Regions from separate parts of the Rattus norvegicus genome. Here region 2 is linked to region 1. A link is a contact called in public Hi-C data. All regions are on one chromosome and are shown on one strand. Each heading gives the region's core, a stretch centred on a gene start, on an enhancer-like site or on the middle of the called end of the contact. The rest is flanking DNA. Distances are from core to core; before and after follow the strand shown.

Evidence for each region. A called contact is a pair of places that touch in the nucleus more often than the background predicts.
Region 2: a contact with region 1 is called in a Hi-C map of the A7r5 cell line, with 4 times the contacts expected there. The contact joins two enhancer-like sites. A contact is called at or near these places in 6 of 12 Hi-C or Micro-C datasets (the A7r5 cell line, Schwann cells, frontal cortex and 3 more) and 1 of 1 datasets of contacts at active chromatin or transcription factors (oligodendrocytes).

Annotation. Positions count from the first base shown.
Region 1 is chr2:126,113,926-126,118,765 of GRCr8, forward strand. No RefSeq gene overlaps it. Among named protein-coding and RNA genes, the nearest start is that of Pgrmc2, 100 kb to the left of the region's middle. Within about 2 kb of position 2,041, at least 11 of the 93 cell types and tissues checked have an H3K27ac peak or open chromatin away from gene starts, as enhancers often do. A contact at or near this core is called in the A7r5 cell line, where this site is marked.
Region 2 is chr2:126,458,580-126,463,419 of GRCr8, forward strand. No RefSeq gene overlaps it. Among named protein-coding and RNA genes, the nearest start is that of Jade1, 10 kb to the right of the region's middle. Within about 2 kb of position 2,907, at least 7 of the 93 cell types and tissues checked have an H3K27ac peak or open chromatin away from gene starts, as enhancers often do. A contact at or near this core is called in the A7r5 cell line, where this site is marked.

The DNA.
Region 1 (4,840 bases), core at 791-3,290:
CCTCAAAGGCACAATCCAGAATTATGAATGACGAGGATTGGTGACTGTCATCTGGAGGTGACTGGAGCCATTTCCCTGGCCAGTGTCAGCCCCTGGCAACTACCTCCCAGACACAGGTGCTAGGGTTGACACCCCGGACTCAGCCAGATACCATGGACAGAGAAACTCTTGGCTCTCCACAGGTGGAATCCAGTGAGGGCCCACGCTTCTGAGGAGGGACTCAGCCAACCATCTCTTTGCCTGTGTGTTGCTGCTGTCTTCCAACTCAGATGTACTAAATCGTTGGCAGTTGTGCTTCATGGTCCCTGCCATTTCTTCATTCAGGAGAGAATTTCACAAGCTTCAGTTAGAGGCAGAATCAACACGTCTCAAAATGAAAGCTTCCTCTGGACACTACTGGCGGGTCTGTTTACATTCGCATACATTAAGCAGCCACGGCAAACAGTTCTTGATGCTCTTCCTTGTGCTTTCTTCTACTCGATCCCCCATCATACCCTCAAACTCACTCCCTTTCTGCTTCCTCTCGATCCACACTGCAGCCCTCACAGCCTCTGAGAGAACTGCTGTTGAGTGATTTTATCAGCCCCCTCACACAGGTGCCTGTACCGAGTGGATTCTTTCATGGTTTCTTGGGTCAAGATGTGCCGGAAATGCTAAATATACCACGAGGGGATTTGCCTGGGCTTCTTGTGTCCACGCTTCCAGCCAACATTCCCGGATTCCCGTGGATCACGCTCCAACCCAGGCCAGAATACAAATCATGCTGCCATGTTCTTCAAGAGGTGTCAGCATTCATGAAAACTGAATATGAGTGAGCTTCTCTTATTTTTATAATTTCATTTAAATAATATAGTTTATTATCATAAATTTACATGTTATTCTATTGCAAATTAAGCCATACCAGGCTTAGCTCCAAGCACAAAGTTTACCCCTTATGAATATTATTTTCACAGAGGCTCTTAGGAAGGACATAGATTATATTTAAATATTTTAAGAACTAGTTTATTTTCAGAGGCTTCAGAGACGTCGGGAGTGTGATTATTTGTCCTGCTCCCAAGATCCTACAAAAAATAAAAAAATAAAAAAGCGGGCACAGCTGGGCTGGTTGGGATAGTGTAGCTCGTTTGCTTCACAGACATATGTGTGCTGAGTGTTTCTCCGCTGCGTCTTCCGTGTGCTAGAGTTACAGGAACTTAGCAAAGCCTGGATGTAGAACCTGTCACGTGATAGCACAGACGAGAATGGTGACAACTGTTCAGACACATGACCCCCAAACCAAAAGACCCAAGGAAGAATGAAATTGACTTGACACTTCAAGCAGAGCAGAATCCTCTCCGCTCCTGGCTACTCTGAGAGCAATTGCTTTGGCCACCAACCTGGAGCCACCTTCCCCCATATGCAGAACTGGGGCTCTTGCAGTTGCCACTACTCAGAGGGCCACCAGAGGGCGCTTTCCTCCTTTCGGGTTCTGCCTTACTAAACACGACTCCTTTTGATGGCTAGCACTGAGTTTCTCAGGAGCTGGGGGATTCAGAGGATGCAGCTGCGGCAGACAGCTTGGGTTCTGGGCAAGGGGAAATGTCAGTAAATTTACGTGTGTTTCTGTGTATATTTCTTCACTTCTGTCTCCTCTGGTGAACTGCGCGCTTAAGTACCAGATCTTGTCTGTGTATATCCCTGTCATCTGTGGCTAGCTTGGAGTCTGATATTTAAGAGGTCTTAATAAATACTACGGAGTGTGAAGAACTGATCTTGACTCAGGTTTTAGTTTTCTGCCTCTGAGGTCAGCCTGACCTGGGATCCTTATTCAAGAGGTCTGGCATGGGGGTGCAAACGCATCCTTGGAAGGCTCTGTGCTCCTAGCTAGCTGTTCCTGCCCCACGGGTGGGCCTCCTTGGCTTGGTGCCCTAGCTATGGGCTGCTGACTATGAGAAACGAATCCCTGATCCTTGGGTTTGCCACTTAGTCCCTTTAGTGTGACCTAGTCTGCCCTCCCACCCTGCCTTTCCATTCCTCTTCCCATGAGCACACTTTCCTGCCAGAGATGACATCACCTGCCAGTTGTGGGAGACCAGCTGGGAAGACCAGGGGCTCTTGGCACCACCCACAGGGGCAGCTGTTTCTGCAGGCTGGAACTTACCAGCTCCTGTTCTGCTTTAACCAACACTGAGACTACATGGGTGCTAGAACAGAGGGCACCCCAAAGTTAAGGGGGTATTTTCTCTTATAACAAAGGCTTATAATTTTGTTCCCTCAGAGTCCCATTGTCCAAGGTTTTGAAGGGGAAATGTGTATATATACAAAGGCCGAGGAGAGTAACTGTGGATGGGGGTGGGGAAGATTCCTCACATTATGTGTGTTGGCACTGCATGAGAAATGCAGAGAGTTTCAGCCTCCTGGGTCAGGTGGTGCTGCATAAATCCCAGTGTGAGCCTCACTGATGTGTATGGGCAAGCCAGCTAACACTCTGAACCTCAAACACCTCATTGATCAAACTGGACAGTAATATCCCTGTACAGGTTATAAGCAGACCTGCTGTCAATGTCAGTCACTCTAAGTCATAGCACGTGAGGCTTGCTCTTGGAACTGTTATAGAATGCTGCTTTCGTTATTCCTGTGTCCTCTCTTCATTTGCCCATCGTACCGGAAAGCAGTCATTTTTCTCTCCTGCACTTTCACCTCATGGACCTGGTGATTTACACAAGTGACTGTTTTCTCTTCTTTAAAGCAGCTGCTAGGAAGCCCAGAGCCAAACGTGTGGTCCGTCAGCATCGACTGTGCACGTCACTGGAAGATGTTTTTGACCACATGTGCGACTCTGTTTACATGCCTGCCATTTCAGAAACCGCCTCTCGTTTTCCATGATGCTACTGTGTGTTATTATTCTACAGATCTTAATCTTTCTGAAGTGAGACAGAGTGAGATAAAAATGCGTTTGTTACTAAGTATGTGAACACCCAGATTTAAAGCATTTTTTCACTATGTCTGGGGAATAGTAAGCTCATAACATGCGAGTTAGTTTTATGGAGTCCTTGTAAATGAGTGTAATTACCCTCTGCGAATCTGAGTTGGCTCTTGTGGATTATATTAGAAGGGTGTGGTAAAGTGGTTCACATCAATAGACAGGTTTCCCAAGCTGGAAAGGTGTCATTGCCTTAGCTAGTGGTAGGTATAATTCTAAACACACTGACAGCTCGAATTGTCCAATCACTGCAGAGAATGCCTTGTAGACGAGCCCAGCCTAGAACAAAAATAACCCCAAAGTTATTTCAACCTATATGAGTTTCTCAAAGTGCATTAAAGGGGGATTTATTCTTTGCCAGTCATACATCATAAAATGATGTTTCTTCCCTTTCACTCACCATTTCCCAACTCTTTTGCTGCCAACCAGACTCATCCCCCACCCCCATTCCCTGCTTAGTGAGGTAGGCCACCAGGCTCTGTGATTAGACTCTGTCTGCTTTCTCACGCCTCCCTGGGTTTCTTTCTCACTCCCATCCACTGATTCCATGTCAGACAAGATTTATGAAGTGAGCTGACAAAGACAATTCCTCTTCGGAGGGGCTGCAGGACCTTCATGTGTTAATAAATCTCCGTCTTCTAGGAAATGAGAGCTGATTAATATGAGGTGGAAGAGAATCTGGGGCATAGCGTTACCTCCAAGCATGTTCAGTCTGTGGGATCTGGAGGAAGCCATCAAAGCAAAGGTTACAGAACTTCACTCTTGCCCTTCTCTCCCGCCGTCCTCTCCAGCTTCCTTCGCTCTAAGATGGGGACTTCACCATGTCTGTCATCTGGAAGTAGAGACACAATGCCCCTGTATTAGATGAGGCTGGAGGTATTGGGGCCAAATCAGGGGACCAGGGGTGTCAACAAAAGATCCATTTGGTTTCAAAATGCAGCGAAGTGACATTCCACAGCCTCAGCTGTGTGCTCACCTGGCCGGGGTGTCTGTCCTTCAGCTTTCCTGCAAACCTGGGGGAGGCCAAGGTCATTTCTTAGCCAGGCAACACTGGGAGAGAGTGACAGGGAAGGTAGCCCTCCTCTGCCAGCCAGCCTTCAGAGGACAGAGAAACTGGCATCAGCCTATCAGCAGAGACCTTTCCAGGACTGGAGGCTTAAGACAGGCAGCTTCACAGAGGGATTCTATAACGTTGTGAACTCTGTAGGCTTAGTAGTTTGTGTGTGTAAAACCTTACAGACCAGACAGGAAAGTTACAACTGCTCCACTTGGTGAGTTTGCTGGTAAGTGGTAGACCAGGCTGGCCCCAGACTCACAGAGAACCTCCAGCCCCTGCCTGCCCAATGCTGGGTTTACAGGTTGTACCACAGCTGCAGGATGGAGAGCCCTTCTTTACAGACCTCCTTATCTGGTTCTTAGGCCATAGTTTGAAACTAGAAGCTCAGAATGTTTGCATGTTTCCATTTTAATATTGACTATAGCTTTCTGTGGCACATGTCCTGACAAATGGAATCTCTTCATTTCACTGAGTAGTTTAAGAAGATAAAAACCTCAAAAGCAAAAATAAATTGGGAAATACAAAGATCCATTTGGTTTCTAAGGATGGCGTGGGAATGGCCACGTTGGCTGTCTCTGCTCTGGTGGAGTGAGGAGGATGGAGAAGACCCAGATGTGTTATACGCAGTTTCCTAACGGCAACAGAGGCATTCATTTATCAGCTAGTTATTTTCTTGCTCCAAGAAATCCAGTAAATAGTATGTCAGGTTACTGGAAAGCCATGACTATACATGTCATATCAATGTTGGCGGCCCCAGTTAATCTGCAGTATAAACATCACATTTGAAGAGGACCGGATACAAGGATAAACTGGATCGGGAG
Region 2 (4,840 bases), core at 1,657-4,156, 350 kb after region 1:
AGGCAAACCTGTCACACTCACTACCTGTCTCCCACACACAAGACAAAAGAAAAATAAATGTCAAAAGAAGGCTTTTTTAAAAGGAAAATTAAAATGAAAGCTCTAGTTCACTATGAGTTTTTATTGTTTGTTGGTTTCCCTCGTTATCGTCCATGTTTGCCAGGCTGGCCTCCTGCTTCAGCCTCTCAGATGATGGGGTTACAGGCATGCACCAGGACAATGAAACTGATCCTTTTTCTTACTCTAATTATTTGACTTCTTTGTGTGTCACTTTGATGATCTGAGTCAGAATGACAAGTAGAAACAAGTAGAAACTCGGTTGCTGTGGCCTTTCTGTTTTTAAGTGTGATTTTCAGAACAATGTTTTACTTTTGTCAGGTGAGAGACTTAAAAATTGTCTCCTTTTGAAAGCACGTATTTGTCATTCCAAACTAATGGGTGTCTTATGACATTTTTGTTCATGTAAATAGCATATTTTGATCATATCCACCCCTCACCCTCTTTTGTTCCAGCTCTCAGCTTCCCTGTGTGCTTAAATCATTCACCTTATACTTTTATGTTGTTGTTTTTTTTTTAAATCTAAAGGTTTAAAACTAAGGCAGGACAGAAAGATGGGGATTCTACAGAGACATGAGAAAGGAAGGAAGTTACTCACCCCCCAAATCTAGTTGAAGCCTCTAGCCAGATGAGACTAAGGATTCTAACACAAATAGTATTAGTTTCAGGTTTTTCTCTCTGAAAACCTGCGATTTTCTGGGTATCTCAACAGAAACCCCTTTAAGGTCAAAGGGCATGTCCTAGCTTGCTTGTGCAACCCTGGTGGCTCCTGGTTTTATCTTCCTAGATTATAATTCCACCCAGGGCACCTTAGGAGTCTCTCAGGAATCCAGGGAGAGAGTGCAGGGGCAGTCCCTTAGAAACCCACTGAACAGTCAAATGTCAAAGGCTTCCAAAGTCCTACAGATGACACAGGTGACTCTCCTTTGGGAAGCTTACACATTCTTTGTAAGTGCTGAGACATGTGTTAAAATGTCTTCACAAACTCTCCAACTGCTTCCTGATGGCTACTCCTACAATTCTTTTCTCTGGCAAAGACAAGCACCTACCCTTACTTTAGTGGAGGGACCCCAAAGACTGCTGGTGGCAGTTCTCAGCTATGCCTCCTGCTGTATGGCCACAGATAACTTGGGGTCTCCAATTTTATCCATTTTCTCACAAACAACATGGGTTTATTGTTTATGTCTATATGTTGTATAATATAGACCTCAGGTCTTTTTGTTTATTGTTTACTTTTCTCTTTCTTTCTTTCTTTCTTTCTTTCTTTCTCCCTTTCTTTCTTTCTTTCTCTCCTGTTTGTTTGTTTCTTTCTTTCTAGATAGGGTTTCTCTGTGTACCCTAATTGTCCTTGAATAAACAGTCTAATTGGAGCTTCACAAACACGGAGGAAAATGAAAGCCCAAAAATAAAGCTGAGCCCTAAGGAGACCTAGAGAAAGCAAGTTGGGAAGAATGACCAAGCGCTTCATCACTACACTATGCTGGGGTAAATTATACTGACTAAGAAAGACTGTAAAGGTAGAGGAAGGCCTAATCTCAGGTATGAGAGTTTGCAGAGGCTCTGAAGCAATGGAACTGAAGAAAAGTGAAAATACCTTAAACAGGGGAAGCGTCTGGGCGAAGGATGAGCAAGATGAAGCAAGAGAAACACAAAGCCCCCACAGACTTTGTCAGGGTCTTTGGACTCTGCATTTAAGGTCACCAGTATAAGGAAAGCTGGTGTGGTGTTAGAACACCTGTCGTGTTGTCCCTTCCAGGCCAACCCTCCCCAGGTATGTAGTAAGGCTGTGTCTGAAAACAAACAACAACAACAACAACAGAAACAAACCATAAACGTAATCAGGCAAAGCAAATGCCAGTGGTTTTCTATGTAATGACCATTTATGATGATGATGAGACCCAGTGGATTTTGCTCTGGAAAGAGCAAGGCAGCTAGGGTGACTGCAATAGGGACAGAGGGAGGAAGCTCAGCTCGAATGTGACTTAATGGTAAGTCCAGCTCTGGTGTAGAGGAAGAGGTTCTGGAAAAACAGGCATCGGTGTTGACATGTTGGCCCATGTGTTTGACAGTGTCAAGGATGGAGGCTTTTTTTTTTATGTATTTGTTTTTATGCGTATGGCTGTCTGCCTGCATGTATGCACCATATGCACAGAGTGCCCGTAGAGGGTAGAGGGCATTGGATCCCAGAAACTGGAGTTATAGACAGTTGTGAGCCATCATCTGCGTACTAGGAACAGAACCCAGGGACAGCAAGTCTTCTTCACCACTGAGCCGTCTCTCCAGCCCAAGGGATAGAGGTTTTGTTTTGTTTGGATTTTGAGACAGGGTTTCAACTGTGTAGCCCTGTCCAGTCTGGAACTCTTTGTAGATCCAGCTGGCCTCCAAGTTACACTGACTTAACTTTGCCTCCTAAATGCCGGGATTAAAGGTGTGTGTCCCCAGGCTGGCCAGGTAGGACGGAGTTCTTTTCGAGAGGCCTCTACTGAAGCATAACTTCATCCTCAGTCAAGCCACGAGGACAAACCAATCTAAAGCAGTGTTAGAATTTATTAAAAATGGAGAGTAAGGCACACTGGAGAGCTAAGTATGGAGTCCCCTTTGAGAGACTCACACCCCTGATTATAGGGTGATTACGGGTAGGTTTGGGTTTTCTGAATTTCATTGTTGAGCAGGTTTTTAAGGCGACTTTTCCCTTCTCTTTACTTCCTTTATCCATACTTGAGATGATAGAGTGGCTCCAGCAGGGTCTGGGCTAGGATTGCAGTCAGATAAGAGAAAACCAGAACCATGACCAAAAGTCAGGGTTGCACAAAAGGATGAGGACATGTCGTCTCTAACTGTAGGCGGAGCTTCTGCTAAGAGTCCTGGAAGCTGCAGTTTCATGGCTGGACTGGAGAGCAGCCTTCAGCAAATGCTGCTCATTGTGTTGGAATCCTCCTGAATTCCAGCTGGCCTGAGCGATGTAGGCAAATCCGGGTCTTTTGTCGTTCTTTGTCTTACTGATAAAAAGAATTTAAGAATGGACTCAAACAGAAGCTCAGGGATCATTTTATTAGTGTTTAAAAGAAAAACCCCAGGACAGGCAAGCCGTAAACTTCAGCAGCTGCCCGGAGAAGGATGGAGGAGAGGGAGAAGAGAGGGCAAAAAGCTGTGTCACTAAAGCTGTCATGGAGGCCAGACACATGGCCGGTGAGCAGCCCCATGGCAGGAAGGCAAGTTTTAGAGAGTCGGGAACTCTAAATGTGGCGGGTGGGAAGCCCGGAATGTTAAAGAAAGTATGCTAGGAGATAGAAGTAAAGTTATGCTTTTCTGAATAATTTGAATAATTCAGAACACTGGTCAGAGATGACCCTTATGTGTGGTAAATAAGCTTTTGCACTAAAATAGGGGCTGCTGATAAGGAAAGTGTAAGTATCTTATTAAAGGGCTAATTACTCCATTTCTCTCTCTCTGTGGCTTAAGGTGAGCTGCCTTGTAGGGTGGTCCTCAGAACCAGCCCAACTGCAGTTCTATTCCCCCGTTCTGGAGTTTCTCTGCTCGATTCCAAGGGAAAGAGTTCTTTTCCTCCTCTCTCCCCCGTGTTCCCATGTCCTTTTATCCTGCCTCAAATCTTCAGATTGGAGTATCACCAACTGAGAGGGAGAAGAGAGAGTCATGAAGTGGGAGAAAGATTAATCCTGTTTAGGGGAGGCTGAGCTTGGAGGTGGTGTTTAAGAAACTGCTGAAGATACAAAATGGATGTAGTGTTGCAGCCTTTAATCTGGGTGCTCAGGAGGCAGGGCAGGCAGATGTCTGTGAGTTCAAGGCCAGTCTGGCCTACATAGTGAGTTCTAGAAAAAGAGCTACAATATAGACCTTTAAAAAAAACTTAAAAGATTAAAAAAAACAAATAAGGTATGAATTGAAGGTTACATATGATCCTGGGAGATCTCACTGAAAACAGGAAATGACTTAGGTGAATCCTAAAGGAAACTAACGTTTATGAGGATCAGAAAGAGAATAGGCTCAAACTTGGTCTGGGACAGAGTGTTTTTTGTGTGATGTAATTTACAACTCCTTCTGGGAAGCGATTAGCATTCTTGGTAAAGTGTGTGAACAGTTTTCTGACAGTGTTTAATAAGACCGAGATCTCCTTCTGGGAAGCAAGGGTTACCTGCTTGGCTGACTGACTAGCTTAATAATCTTCAGCCAGATGTTATTTCCAGATGTTTTCTTTCCTTATCTTTCTTGTGTCCATTATAAACCTCATCAGCCAAACTCTTTTTTTCTTACAAAATATCTCAACTAAAATTACTCCTTCTTTTAGATTCTTTCCAAAAAGCCTCTTGTCATGTGAGGCTTGGGCAGAGAATCAGCAGGGAGAGGTAGGAAAGAAAACAAAAGAATGTCCGAGCCGGAGCCGGAGCCGTGACAGCCAGGTGACAACATTTCAAGAAAGAGGGGGACGAACCAGTGAGATGGTTCAGCAGATAAAAGCACTTTCTGCCAAGTCAGGCCCCACGTGGTAAAGGAATGAACCAACTTCAGCACATTGTCCTCTGACCTCTACGTGCCTGCTGTGGCGCATGCACACTCTCTCTGGAAAAGAGTAAGTAAGTAAATAGTAAAAAAAAAATTTCTAAGAACTCCATATTATAGACAGCAAAATTAAATCTAAAAAAGATAGGAATGAGCATGAACGAACAACAGTGTCAAATTTGGTGAGGTCCAACAACCTAAGGATACGGACTTGTTCCAGCCTTTACCTAGAAGAATGTTGTATTGGCTGGTTGTGTGCCAACTT